2 separate regions of the Danio rerio genome follow, and region 1 is linked to region 2. The links are chromatin contacts, called in public Hi-C maps. All regions are on one chromosome and are shown on one strand. The core of a region is the stretch at or near the end of the contact, and the rest is flanking DNA. Distances in the headings are between cores, read along the strand shown.

Evidence for each region. Hi-C and Micro-C count contacts between places; a contact is called where the count stands out from the background.
Region 1: a contact with region 2 is called in a Hi-C map of embryo, with 1.9 times the contacts expected there. The contact joins the promoter of ptgdsb.2 here to the enhancer-like site in region 2. A contact is called at or near these places in 2 of 18 Hi-C or Micro-C datasets (caudal fin and embryo).

Annotation. Positions count from the first base shown.
Region 1 is chr24:20,888,495-20,895,753 of GRCz12tu, reverse strand. It overlaps ptgdsb.2 (prostaglandin D2 synthase b, tandem duplicate 2), which reads left to right and starts at 2,751. Exons shown (of 6, transcript NM_001045413.1): 1 at 2,751-2,905; 2 at 2,994-3,133; 3 at 3,220-3,299; 4 at 3,384-3,497; 5 at 3,770-3,871; 6 at 3,985-4,630. The coding sequence starts at 2,810. The coding sequence ends at 4,007. It overlaps zfx (zinc finger protein X-linked), which reads right to left. Exons shown (of 8, transcript XM_683750.10): 8 at 4,688-6,925. The coding sequence ends at 5,691.
Region 2 is chr24:20,831,865-20,839,127 of GRCz12tu, reverse strand. It overlaps klhl15 (kelch-like family member 15), which reads left to right. Exons shown (of 4, transcript NM_001003580.2): 3 at 226-937; 4 at 2,502-4,312. The coding sequence starts at 233. The coding sequence ends at 3,611. Among named protein-coding and RNA genes, the nearest start is that of trnat-agu, 5.2 kb to the right of the region's middle. Within about 2 kb of position 4,972, at least 7 of the 62 cell types and tissues checked have an H3K27ac peak or open chromatin away from gene starts, as enhancers often do.

The sequences.
Region 1 (7,259 bases), core at 1,502-4,001, 59 kb before region 2:
ATAAGGGGAGCTGGCTTTTCCTGCATTCCCACCTGCTGGGTTGTGGAGCTGATTGTCTCTGTTTTCGGCTCATATTTGAATTTTCAAAAGACATCAAAGTATTTGTGATATCTCATGCCTTACAATTGGACTCAATGTTTCTCAATATTTGGAATCACTTAAGGAGGAGTAAAGTGAACTCTCCATTTAAAACTAAAGCTGCATTCATTTGATTAAAACACAGCAGGAACTGTTCTCTTGTGAACTTTCATTTATGATGCTTTACATTTTAACAATTAAAAATGTAACTCATGTGGAGGCAAAGATGAATTTTCAGATGGCATTAGGCCAGTTTGCAGTCTCATATAATAACAAGGGTTTTCAACATTCAGTTGTCATCACAGGAATTACTATTTTAAAGTGGTTTACCACATTTATCAGATAAGTGTAAATACATTTTAAAAAGGCGAAAACGCTAAAACACCTAAAAGGGTTCCAGTCAGGATGAAGGACTGGTGTGCTCAAAACATTAACCATTTAGATTTTTTTTAAGTAAATTAATGTGAAGTGTTTGGTGTCATCGCCTATTCGAATATACACTATTTTATTTAACATTGGCCAATATATCAGGAACACCTTACTCGTAAAGACTTGGACCTTTTGCCTTCAGAACTGCTTAAACCTTCATGGCATATTCAACATGGGACTAGAAATAATCCTTAGAGAGTTAATCGATATTGACATGATAGCATCACGCAGTTGCTACAGATTTGTCAACTACACATCCATGATGTGAATCTCCCATTCCACCACATCCCAAAGGTGCTCTATTTTTTTTTAAGGTCTGGTGACTGTGGAGGCCATTTGAGTACAGTGAACTTATTGTCATGTTCAAGAAACCAATCTGAAATATTTTGCTCTATATGACATGGTGCGTTATCTTGCAGGAGGTAGCCATTAGAAGATGGGTACACTGTGGTCATAAAGGGCCTACTCACACTATGCTATCTGAGCCGTGTCCAGGCCTGTTTCCCGGATCGTTTGAGAAGTGTGAGTGCGCTGAATGTGGTTCACTTGGTCTTTGGTGTGGTACGCTTGTAGTGTGAGTGCAAAACGCGCAAAAGCCCGAAACTGAAAGAGAGACGTGACTTTTAAGGGACTGTTTCATATGGATTTATTAATCAATCTTACTGTTCAATGAACCAAAGCTGTCGTAGTTTATTAAAGATGCAAACCCCTCACTGCACAACAGCTGCTCACCTTAAGCAAACCTAATTCCTGCAGCACGAGGGCTTTATGATTGTTTTTGAGCGCCAAACATGGCGGATCTGTGGTGTTGACACAATGATCACTTGCTATCAATGAAAATATCCCCCACACCATTACACAAGCACCACCAGCCTGAAACGCTGATACAAGACAGGATGGATCCATGTTTTCATGATGCTGATGCCAAATTCTGACCCTACCATCTGAATGTCGCAGCAGAAATCGAGACTCATCAGACCAAACAACATTTTTCCTCTATTATCCACTTTTGGTGAGCCTATGTGAATCTCATCTCATTTTCTTGTCGGCTTAGTCCCTTTATTAATCCAGGGTCGCCACAGCGGAATAAATTGCCAACTTATCCAGCACATTTTTATGCAGCGGATGATCTTCCAGCCGCAACCCATCTCTGGGAAACATCCACACACACACTCATACACTATGGACGATTTTGCCTACCCAATTGACCTGTACTGCATGTCTTTGGACTGTGGGGGAAACCGGAGCACCCGGAGGAAACCCACGCGAACGCATGGAGAACATGCAAACTCCACACAGAAACGAGGATCGGACCAGCGACCTAGTGACCTTCTTGCGGTGAGGCGACAGCACTACCTACTGCGTCACAGCTTCGCCCACCTGTGTGAATTGTAGTCTCATTTTCCTGTTCTTTGCTGACAGGAGTGGCACCCAATGTGGTCTTCTGCTGCTGTAGCCCATCCGCCTCAAGGTTGGGCGTGTTGTGCATTCAGAGATGCTCTTCTTCATACTTTTTTGTAACGAGTATTTATTTGAGTTACTGTTGTCTTTCTATTAGCTGGAACCAGTCTGGCCATTCTCCTCTGACATCTGGCATCAACAAGGCATTTGCGCCCACAGAACTGCTGCTCTCTGGATATTTTATCTTTTTTTGACCATTCTCTGCTGAGATGGTTGTGTGTGAAAATCCAAGTAGATCAAGTTTCTGAAATACTCAGACCAGCCCGTCTGGCACAAATAATCATGCCACGCTCAAAGTTACATAAATCATCTTTCTTCTCCATTCTGATGCTCAGTTTTGACCTGCAGCAGATTGTCTTGATCATGTCTACATGCCTAAATGCATTGAGTTGCTGCCATGTGATTGGATGATTAGAAATTTACAGTACTGAGCAGTTAGATAGGTGTACCTAATAAAGTGGCCGGCGAGTGTATTTGCGTATTTTTGGATTGGCTGAGCAGCCAGTTGCGATGTACATGCTTTTGTTAAATTTTAGATTATCAAATAAATGTAACCAGAATGAACACAAGAGCCTTAATAAACATGTATTTTGAAGGTCAAATATGGACATATAAATTATAAAACGCACCCACATGCGGTACATCTAGAAGAAAACACACGTGCGTGTTAGCAGTTGTGTAACGACTGTAATTATCATTCCTGTTGGGTCTGCAAGTAGGGAGGGACTCGGCTTTGGGGGGCTCAGTTTGAGGATAAAAAGGGGCTGCCATTCGTCTCCTCCACACACCCGACTCTGCCTTGTGAACTGCAAACAGAGAGAGAAGCAACACTTCTGCAAACATGACGAGTGTCGTAGTAAAGATGCTGTGCCTTCTGCTCTGCGCAGTTTTCGCCTCGGCTGATGTCATGCCCATGACTGACTTCGACCTGCAAAAGGTAAATTCCTCAAATATACGAGCATTTACACCATGCGTTAAACTGAAGGGCACTAAGTGAGATAATTGCGCTAACAAATTTTCTTCAGGTGGAAGGAAAGTGGTATCTCGTTGGCTTTGCTACAAACGCAAAATGGTTTGCAAGTAAAAAGGTTGACATGAAGATGGGAACTGCCATGCTGGTGCCCACCGAAGAGGGAGACCTTGAACTCAATTGCTATAAACCAAAGTATGCAAACAAGCTTCATTGGTGCCAAAGGAAATAGTTTTGATGCATTACCTTTTGATCAATACCTTCGGTAATTTGTTTTTTAGGAGTGATGGTACCTGCTGGAAAATGACGAACCTCGCCAAGAAAACCGAGACTCCTGGAAGATTTGTCTTCTACAGCCAGCGTAAGATTGTTTTTTTCTTATTTTTTCATCTAATAGTTAACATGCTTTATCTGGGCTAAAATACGAATGCAAATTTTTTTTCAGGTTGGAAAAATGACAATGATTTGCGCGTGGTTGATGCCACATTTGACAAGTACGCTGTTATTCATGTCATCAAAACCAAAGCAGGAGAATCTGATGTCCTCAACAAACTCCTCAGTAAGGACATCTTTTGTAGACAATACAAGTAGCCGCTTAACCTTAATGTTGACAATGTTTTCCCTTACAAAAATCAACCATAGTAAATGAACCATGGTTTTATTAAAAAAGGCTAGTCTGGAGTAAAACCATGGTAACAAAAAATCTATCATGGTTGTGCTACCATAATTTAAGAAAAAAATATTAAAAAATCAGTCATGCCTCTAACCAAGTTATTTAAAAAATTTGAAGTTATTACAAAAACTGAGATTCCCTTGGGATTTTTGTCACAGGTCGCACTCCAGAAATTGCTGATGACTTGAAGGAGAAGTTCAGGCAGTTCTGTCGGGACACTGGCATTCTTGATGAAAACATTCTCATACTTCCACCAGGCGGTTTGTTTTATGATTTTTCATGGGGAAAAAAATGTTATTTTAAAAAAACTGACAATGTGTTGAAAGAAACATCATTTATAAATAACTTTCTAACATAAACTTGTGTTCTACAGGAGAATGCTCAGTTGCCGCATAATCACCTCATCAAGCGAAGACAAAGACAGCTTCAGCCGGTCCACTCATTTCAGACAAAAACAGATCTGAATTTACTGTCGGCTTGGTTTTGGTCTCTTTCACTTTGTATGAAAACATTCTTTGTGCCTTGAACAGTCATGGTGTGCTCATATTGATTGACCAGTTTGCAACTACAGAGTAATCAAAAGCAGAGGTGAGAGAAGTATTTCCTTACCAAAACTCAGTTTTTCATGTTCTAGACCATAAGTGCCAATGCTAGCTAACAAGTCTGATCACCATTATGGCACACCACCTGTAAGACTTTTATAAGCTGTTTCATTTGATTAGATTTTTTAGAATTTACGGTCGGCTTGGTTTTGGTCTCTTTCACATTATATTGTTTTTATTTGTGCCTTAAACAGTCTGCACAATCTCAAGCAAAGGGAAGAGAATCACAAAGTATTTTTTACACCAAAATGATGCGTTTTTAACTCAATTCTTAATGATGTATCATGTTTAGAGGTGCCACTGTTGGCTAACATGTCTGATCACCATTATGGCACACCACCTGTAAGAATAACTTCTTTTTTCTCTTTGTTGGTTTTGTTTGCTGCCGATGGATTAAATAGGTTGGCAAAAAACTAATGTGTGAGTGTGTGTGTGTGTCATTCATGCTCAATTTTATAATGAAAAGCAAACACCTTGGACACAAAATACTGTTTATTACTTCTGTATTTACAAATATTTCATATACACATAACATAACCTCTTTTAGAATCTGTTTATTCCAAATTATACATTTTCTGGATCTGTGTAAAAAATAAAATTTACCCTAAATTTCTTCATAATAACAATAATAATAATATTTATTTGAGGGTGAGTTTTACAACAAACAGACCAAAAGCCAAATGGCCACATTCGAGGAGTACACAAACATACAAGCATCTAAATTAAAACAAATTTAGATTTCAGTCTGATGTAATGACGGCACACTCTGATCAAAGCTTGTTATATTACCAAGAAAACCTAAATTACATTCAAGTCCAGACAGCTGTTATTGGTAAATGAATGTGGCAGCACGGTTTGGTTTTAGAACCCAAATTAAAGCCTATATCAGCCATTTGCTCTCAAGTGACAACACTTTTCCAGCAGCCAGGGCATGAGGTGATTATTTCTAATTAGTTTTCATTAGACATTCTGCACATCTGAAGCTAAACATAAAGCATTAGCACCATCGTTTAACGACAATAGACTTTTTCAAGCCCATTCTCAAAACTTGTACTAGTAAACGCATGTGCACATTCACGCCACAATCATCAAAGCTGTTCACACACAGTTTGTGTAACATGCAATGCAGGAGTCATAATTCAAATGTATCACCAGATGCTCAATATCAACATGTAATGCCATCCACACTTGATTTAATATGCAAGATTATCTAGAGGTGCATTTACCCTACAGCTGGTCACAACAATGGTTAGCTTTTTATTCTTCAGGATCTAAAGAAAGGTTCATGAATCTTCGAAACATTCACTTGAACATTATAGAGGGGTAATCAGACACATTAGATGGTCCATTTACTCCCGCTTTCATTCTTTCTATACCATCTGCAATCTGAAAAAGCTCAACCAGACTTCGCTTTCAGCCAAAAAGGCCACAGCTATATCAGAATGAACCTTTTCCTGATTGGAGATAGTATGGCAGGTCACATGGTAGGCATTAGGTCTTTATGATGCCTCATGATGTGCTGATTCTTCTCGGATGGTCTTCTGAAACCTTTCGAGCAGAAGTCACAACGGTGAGGATAGTCTTTGGTGTGAATGGAGATCACGTGCCTTTTGAAACCAGACGCGTCGCCTGTGCTGTAGTCACAATACTGGCATTGGTACACCCTTCGCTCCCGGTGACCCTTCGACAAACCGGCACCCCCCAATATTTTCTTACCTCCATGAGCTCCGAGTCCAAACGTCTTCTTAAGACCCTTTTTATCAGGAAATGCCTGTTGCTCCTTGGTGTGCACCGACAAAATGTGCCGACTGAGAACAAATGGATCTGCGATCTTGAAATTGCAATGCCTGCATTGGTGCAACTTCTTAGCCTTATGGGCGGCCGAGTGTTTCTTGAGCTCGGACGGCCGGTGGAAGCCTTTGCCGCAGACTTCACATTTATGTGGATAGTCTTTGGTGTGAACTGAAATAATGTGGCGCTTCAGGTCACTGGAGTTCGAGCTTTTATGGTCACAGTGGGTGCACTGGTGCGTTTTGGCTTCCTCGTGCGTTAAGCTGTGCTGTAGAAGCTCCTCTGGTTCAGCGAATGTCTGGAAACATCGGTCACACTTGTAGGGCATTTCTTTGCTATGTTTGGTTTTAACGTGCGTCTTTAAATTGGACGAATCGGCTGATTTGTAGTCGCAGTAAAGGCATGAGTACGGTTTTTCACCGGTGTGTGTTCTCATGTGTTTCTTCAGCTCTGAAGGATGCCGAAAACCTTTCCCACACTCTACGCAAATATGCGGGAAGTTCTTGCTGTGAACGGCGAGCAGGTGCCGGTTGAGGAGTCCTTGTTCTGCAGTCTCGTATTCGCAGAACTTGCACTTGTGCATTTTGGTGGTTGGTGGTGAGATCTGAAGCTTGGCTTCTCTGTGGTGGTGCTGCAGACGATGGGAGAACAGCGCAGCCTGCTGGTGAAACTCTTTCCCACACACTTCACACTCAAATGGGGCTTTACTACTGAGAGTGTGGATCTCCATGTGGTTGTGGAGACTGACTTTTTTGTTAGTGGTAAAGTCACAGTCTGTGCACTGGTATTTCTTTCGGTTGACGACATCCTGGTGGTGGTTCTTGGTGTGGCGCTTGAGGAAACCACGTGACTTGAATTTCTTGCCGCAGAGCATACAAGGGTACACTGTAAGAGGCTGGCCGTAAGGCCCGATGATGATTGCTGAAGTTGAAAAAGTAAACAAAAATGAATGCAATATATTTTAGCACTGAGAAAGATTGAGGTTGGAAAGAGTCTTTAAGTAAGCTGCTTTCATTTGGTCAAAAAATGTAAAACTCTACAATCTTGAAATGTTATTTAGAATAAATACTTTTAATTTTTATTTCATTTTAAATGTAATGAACACAAAGATAAACGTTCAGCATTTACTTAGTCTTCAGTGTCACATAATCACAAGTGTTTTTAACATTGATAATAATAATATATTTAAAGGGTCACGAAACCCCCGTCTCAGCAGGGTGTTTTCATACCTCTAGTGGGTGAGTCCCGCACTGTA
Region 2 (7,263 bases), core at 3,723-6,222:
GTAAATTCTGTCATCATGTACTCACCCTTTATTTCTTCTGTTGAACACAAAATAATTTATTTTTCAAGAAGGCTGGAAACTTGTAATCATTGACTTCCATAGTATTTGTTTTTCCTGGAACTCAAGGGTTACTGGTTTCCAGCTTTCTTCAAAAATAATTATTTTGTGTTGAAAAGAAGAAAGAATCTCAAGTTTTGGAACAACTTGATGTTTGTGTCTCTGCAGGTGCCTAATGTCGGGGGATGTGGAGGTCTACCTTTCCCAAGTGCATGACGGCAGCGTGTCGTCGGGCTTCAAAGCCTTGTATGAGGAGCGACTGCTTCTCGATGTCACTCTGCTCATCGAGGAACACCACTTCCAGGCGCACAAGGCTCTGCTAGCAACTCAAAGCGACTATTTCCGGGTCATGTTCACGGCAGATATGCGGGAACGTGACCAGGATAAGATCCACATGAAGGGGTTGACGGCAGCCGGCTTTGGTCATGTCCTTCGCTTCATGTATTATGGCTCTTTGGAGTTAAGCATGCTCACGGTGCAGGAGATATTACAGGCTGCTATGTACGTTCAACTCACTGAAGCTGTAGAGTTCTGCTGTTCCTTCCTGCTGGCCAAAATCTGCTTAGAGAACTGTGCCGAAGTCATGCGTTTGCTGGAGGACTTTAGCGTCGGTGTGGAAGGCGTGCAGGAGCAGCTTGATGCGTTCTTGTTGGAGAACTTTGTGCCCCTGATGGCCAGGCCGGACTTTTTGTCTTATTTGAGTTTGGAGAAGTTGATGGCATATCTGGATAGTGACCAGCTAAGCCGATTTCCAGAAATTGAGCTGTATGAAGCTGTGCAGGCCTGGTTGAGACACGACCGGAGACGCTGGAGACACACGGATGCAGTGGTGCAAAACCTACGCTTTTGTTTGATGACGCCTGCCAATATCTTCGAGAAAGTAAGAATGGTCTCTTGGTTTATGTGTGTGAATGACAAATTACAGCTCAAGGGAAAAGAAAATATAGGGTGAAACAGGGTTAAATCATAGGTTCCAAGATTTTACAAATGTGCTCTGTGTTACGGCTTGGGAAAACTTGTGTATTGGTTTCAAGAAAGGCGTAAGTGTAATCACTTTAAAATGACTTTTTTTGCTAGTGTGAAACTTATTATTTGCTAATGCTGTAGTATATATGTTCAATCATAATCTTATTATTATTAGTTAGTTGAAATGAAATTATTGAATTCTTTAAGTGTGATCTTTATGTTGTTCAGACATAAAAATGATCTTCTGTAAACATTAAGTTTAACAGACATAAGGAGGACAAAGGGAAGGGACTGTGCCCAACAAAAGAAAAGAATAAAACAAAAATCAACTAACTAACCCATTAAACTCTTTACAAAATAAAGCAAAAAGTAAACCTTTAACATCCGAGACGTTGTATTTTACCTACTCTTTCCTTCCAAAGCAAAACATACTAAACAAGTGTGGTACAAATCCGTAACCTAGTATGTATAACTAAAAGAATGCTGCGTGTGCGCCATGTGCATCATGTGACAGAGCTTACCTATTCCCTCTCCTATGTCTAGAATAATACAGAAATACGATGATCAGGCTCCAGCTCTCAAATAAGTTTGAAACAAAGCCTTTCAGTAACTACATTGCAAACAAAGCACAACAACAAAAGTTAATCAAACAATGATGGATCGAAGCAAAAGGGGAAAAAACACACAGAGAAATAAACGTCAAACACCGCTCAGGTTTACACGAATTGTTTGCTATCGCAAACTGATGCGGCGTTTTCCTTATATAGTGTCCCGCCATCCTGCAGCGTAGCAATTGGGGCTGTTCATTATTGCATCATCACACATCAGTCCGTGTCCCAAAAGGTTGACATCTAACAGAGCCAACCCGCATATCCTATAAACACTAAATGAAATCAGCTGAAAGGAAAACAACAGTCCCCCAACTGTATAACGTCATAGACGTAACATACTCTTATCGTACATGAAATGCCTATACCATGCACTGATACAACTCAACAGTATTTCACTGCGTGGATGTGATTTGTTGTCCTACTTGACTTCAATGTCTTAATGTATTAATTCATGTATTATATATTAATAGCTTAGTGCTTATAAACACTCTGTTTATAAAATACATTGTCAAAGACTGAAAGTGCAATATGATACTTGCATAATGGTCACAGCAAAACAAGCTAGCATTCATTTTATATCTAAACTATAAATATAAAAAGAAATGTAAGAAATTTTGAGTAATGGAACATATGTAAAAAATCTAAACTGTTATATAGTAGACTACAAGCTGAATAAAAGTGCCTAGTCAGAGCTGAACATCACTGGGATCACCGTGCGCACGCATGTCTGTTTACAGCTTCTAAAATGATCAGACAGCCTATACTTCACAGAATTTTTTCAATATTGTGCAGTCCTAGTGAGTATATAACTTACTATATGTGTGTCCTGACATTGTTATCTAAGCATTTTATTCCCTTTTACACCAGGTGAAGACATCAGAGTTCTACCGTTATTCCCGCCAACTGCGACTAGAAGTAGACCAGGCGCTCAGCTACTTCCATCAGGTGAATGAACAACCGCTGGCAGAAACCAAATCCAACCGCATCCGATCAGTGAGACCTCAAACTGCTGTATTTCGTGGAATGATCGGCCACAGCATGGTCAACAGTAAGATCCTCCTCCTTCACCGGCCTAAAGTGTGGTGGGAACTCGAAGGCCCTCAGGTGCCGCTCCGGCCAGATTGCCTGGCCATCGTCAACAACTTCGCCTTCCTGTTGGGTGGTGAAGAACTAGGCCCTGACGGAGAGTTTCATGCTTCTTCCAAAGTCTACCGCTATGACCCCAGACAGAACTCTTGGCTACGCATGGCCGACATGTCCGTTCCCAGATCAGAGTTTGCAGTCGGCGTTATTGGGAAGTATATTTATGCCGTCGCAGGTCGTACTCGCGATGAGACCTTTTATTCCACAGAGCGATATGACATTGTCGAGGACAAATGGGAGTTTGTTGACCCGTACCCAGTAAACAAGTACGGTCACGAAGGCACTGTGCTCAATGGGAAGTTGTACATCACTGGCGGCATCACCTCCTCATCCACCTCAAAGCAAGTCTGTGTTTTTGACCCAGGACGGGAAGGATCGTCCGAACATCGAACGCGGCGCACGCCAATCCTCACCAACTGCTGGGAGAACAAGTCGAAAATGAACTACGCTCGTTGCTTCCACAAAATGATCTCCCACAATGGGAAGCTGTACGTTTTCGGCGGGGTTTGTGTGATACTCCGTGCCTCTTTTGAGTCCCAGGGCTGCCCTTCGACAGAAGTGTACGACCCAGAGACTGACGAGTGGACTATTTTGGCCTCGATGCCTATAGGACGCAGTGGACACGGAGTGGCGGTGTTGGACAAACAGATCATGGTGCTTGGAGGACTTTGCTACAACGGTCATTACAGCGACTCTATCCTCACATTTGACCCAGAGGAGAACAAATGGAAGGAGGACGAGTATCCCAGGATGCCTTGCAAACTGGATGGACTGCAAGTGTGTAGTTTGCACTTCCCAGAATACGTTCTGGAACACGTGAGACGCTGCAGCTGAGTCTCTGCAACTTCTGGACAGTTTAGAAAACAAACGTTTACAGGTGTGACGAGTAATACTAATACTGTTGAAGCTTTTAAACTGTAGGCCAGTGCTTATTTAAGAAGAAAAAACCCTTTTTAGGCTTTCATTGTAAAAAGAAAGGTTTGTTACTTGGTCCGAGCATTGGCGTTCTTTTAAAAGAAAAAACAAAACACAAACAGACGACCTTTTTGACTCATTGCACTGTAATCATCCTATAGAGCACATAATACTCTGCATCTTTCACATTGTCTTCTCTGTGACGTTCTACTTCTATATCCCTTCATTCTATACACAGGAAGTCATGTTTTTCCACAAGTAGTCTACAAGCTGCGTTTAGAAACGGAGACTAGGGGAACTCATGAAAAAAATGGAAAACTTCCATGTCCCTTTTTTCTTTAATACTTACTAATCTAAGAATGCATTTGTGCTGATACTAGTGATGTTGTAGTGGACGATATTGACTGTAATCGATGATGTTGACAAGCATTGCACTCGTATAAGGGCGTATATTACTGCTCTACAATAACACCGGTCCTCCACTGCTGACTGCAAAGGGAGAAAAAGAGGACGGCAGAGATTAGGGGACGCGTAGTTCCTACTTCTCCAACCTTTATTAGTTGTGCTTATGCTTATTTTTAACTTATTTATTAAAATGGCAAAGCCTTGCCTTGATCAAATCCGTGTAATGTAATGAACTACTTTCTGTGTGCGCGTGCGTGCGTGCGTGTGTGTGTCTGTCTCATGTTTGGTTTCACCAGCAAAGGGCTAAAGCACATATGCATCTCGTGTTTAATGTTTAACACTAAATGCAGTTCTAAGAGGTTAGGCGTCCACCAAGTATTCAATCAGCTGTAGTTAAAGGGATAGTACACCCATTAGTCAATAGTTCCTCAATATCATGTTCCAACATACTTTTTTGGACCACACTTAATGTCATTTAATGGACGAAGGATTATTATTTAGTGTTCCAAAGAAGTAAGCATGTGTTTAATTGATCCAACATTATTTTGGCAGAACAGTAAAGAAGATTTTAGTTGAAGCTTTGGTCCTTCAAACAAACATACATACATACAGTCAAAACAAAGTAAGACTGAATATTTCAATTTTTAAGACCTCAATGCATTGTCAGGAATCATGTGTATTACTTTTGTTTTGACTTTATTTTTCTGACTGCATTTTGTAAATCATCAAGGACTAGTTTTATCTACAGACCTTCCATAATATTCTACTGAAGAATAAAGTGAGTAGTCTTTTGGGTGAACTATCCCTTTAAGCCAGATCTTGAAGATATTAGGCTCTGTAAGTTCCTGTTACGGACCCTTACATGTGATGCTGTGTGTTTCTTCAGAGTTCCTGGTTGGTTTGTACTTCCTCAAACACTGACTTTGACCTTTTCTCTCTGTTGTGTGACATCTTTCCATCCGAACCTCATGTACATATAGATGCCAAACTGTGGTCTGTAAGGGTCAAGCTGTAATAATCAGACGCAGCAATAGATTTTAACCTGGTCTTGTTATTTATTTTAGTAGAATAACAGACAATAACTATAATAATGATAATCCACAGCCCTGTATCTTGTTCTTGAGAGGAGTATAATCAGATCGCTAACTTGTTTACCAGAATCTGGTGGCTCACTGCTATTTAAAGACTTTGTAATTCATTTCCAGAAATAAATGTTCATACTGTCCGGCTGTCTGAGTTTTCTGACTGAATATAAGCACTCGCTGTGTTTTCTGTGTTTGGGGTTTAATGTGTGTTTGAGCCTCTGGATATCAGCATCTTATCCTGTAGGTTTATCCCTGTAAGAGGATCCATCAGCAGTACATGTGCTGTGACCTAAGCCTGTTTTCCAACTTGTGTGTTGCCACGTCTGTCAGAAGGTAAACACAGCAGAATTGTGCGTTTTTGTAGCTGAAATGGCAAAAGCTTGGTGCGGCACCAAGGTCATGGGGTTTGGTTTACAGGAACAGACCTTAGTTACAATAACGAGGGGTTATTTGAGTTACTGTGGCCTTTTCGAACTGATTCAGTGTTCTCCTCTGACCTCTGGCATCCACAAAACATTTTCCACCACAGAACTGCTGCTCACTGGATATTTTCTCTCGCCCCACACACACTGTTCTCTGTAAACCCGAGTGATGGTTGTGTGTGAAAATCCCTGTAGATCAGCAGTTTCTGAAACACTCTGTTCAGCCCGTCTGGCACCAACAATCAGGCCACATTCAGAACTGCTTAAAACAAATTTCCTCCCCATTCTGATGATCGGTGAACTACAACAAATCAACTGAAGTGTTATTTTATATATCGTCACATTGGATTTATAAGGTTCTGTCTCCGTTCTGAGTGATTTTGAGATATTGAGCTTAAAAGTTTTTGCATTCAATAGCAAACAGCATGTGTGTAATATTTGTTTTTTAAATAAAAAGTCTTAAAATGTTAACAACTTAAAAAAAAAATCCCACAATGTAAATAAGTTGTCATTTAATAAGAATATGTCATTTCCCAGAGATGGGTTGCGACTGGAAGTGCATTCGCTGCGTAAAAACTTGCTGGATAAGTTGGCGGTTCATTCCGCTGTGGCGACTCCGAATTAAAAAAGGGACTAAGCCGACAAGAAAATGAATGAATGAAAGACTATGTCAAAAACTCAATTTTGACAAAAATGTCAGATAGAACCTTATAATTCTAAGGTGACCATATAAATATTGCTGATGCAAAAATGCATTTTAAATTTCACTAATAACAAACCTGGGTATAGTTAGTTTTGTCATAATTTGAATGCAGTAAATTTGTCTGCCATGGACCTCTTGTTATATAAACTGCTGTGTCATTAACTCATTATGGTGTCTGAGTATGGTGTAGCTGTTTTTGTAGCCTGTGACTTTAAATCCAAATGAGCTGCTTTCTCCCCGCACGTGTCTGCTTCTCCTGCATTATGTCAGATAAACAGCACAGTGACAGAGACAGGACTGGACGAAGCTGAAATACAGCTCATTAGTCAAAAATACCAAGTAAGTTTATTTCCTGTGTTTGTGGTGGAGTCGTGCTGATTATAGTGGTTAAGAATTACATGGTGATTTTACTGTCTTTATTACAAACTTGCTCTGTTTTAAAAATGTTTTAAAACTATATATATATATATATATATATATATATATATATATATATATATATATATATATATATATATATATATATATGTATATCCTATTTTGTCAATTAGAGTTGAAGTCAAAATTATTAGCCCCCCTTGAATTTGTTGTTCTTTATATATATATATATATATATATATATATATATATATATATATATTTCTCTAATTATGTTTAACAGAACAAGGAATTTTTCACAGTATTTCCTATGTTTTTTTTTTATTCTGGAGAAAGTCAGTAAAAAAAAAAAAAATTTTAAATACCATTTGAAGGGCAATATTATTAGCCCCCTCAAGCCTCGTTTTTTTAAAATCATTTAGTAGAAATTTGTTATTAAAACTGTTAAACAGAAATTGGGGGAAATATGCACAGGAGGGCTAATAATTCTGACTTCAACTATACTGGCTAACATATACAACATTATATATTGATCTATTTCTCTGACAAAGTATAACGTCAATACAAATAAAGGTCTT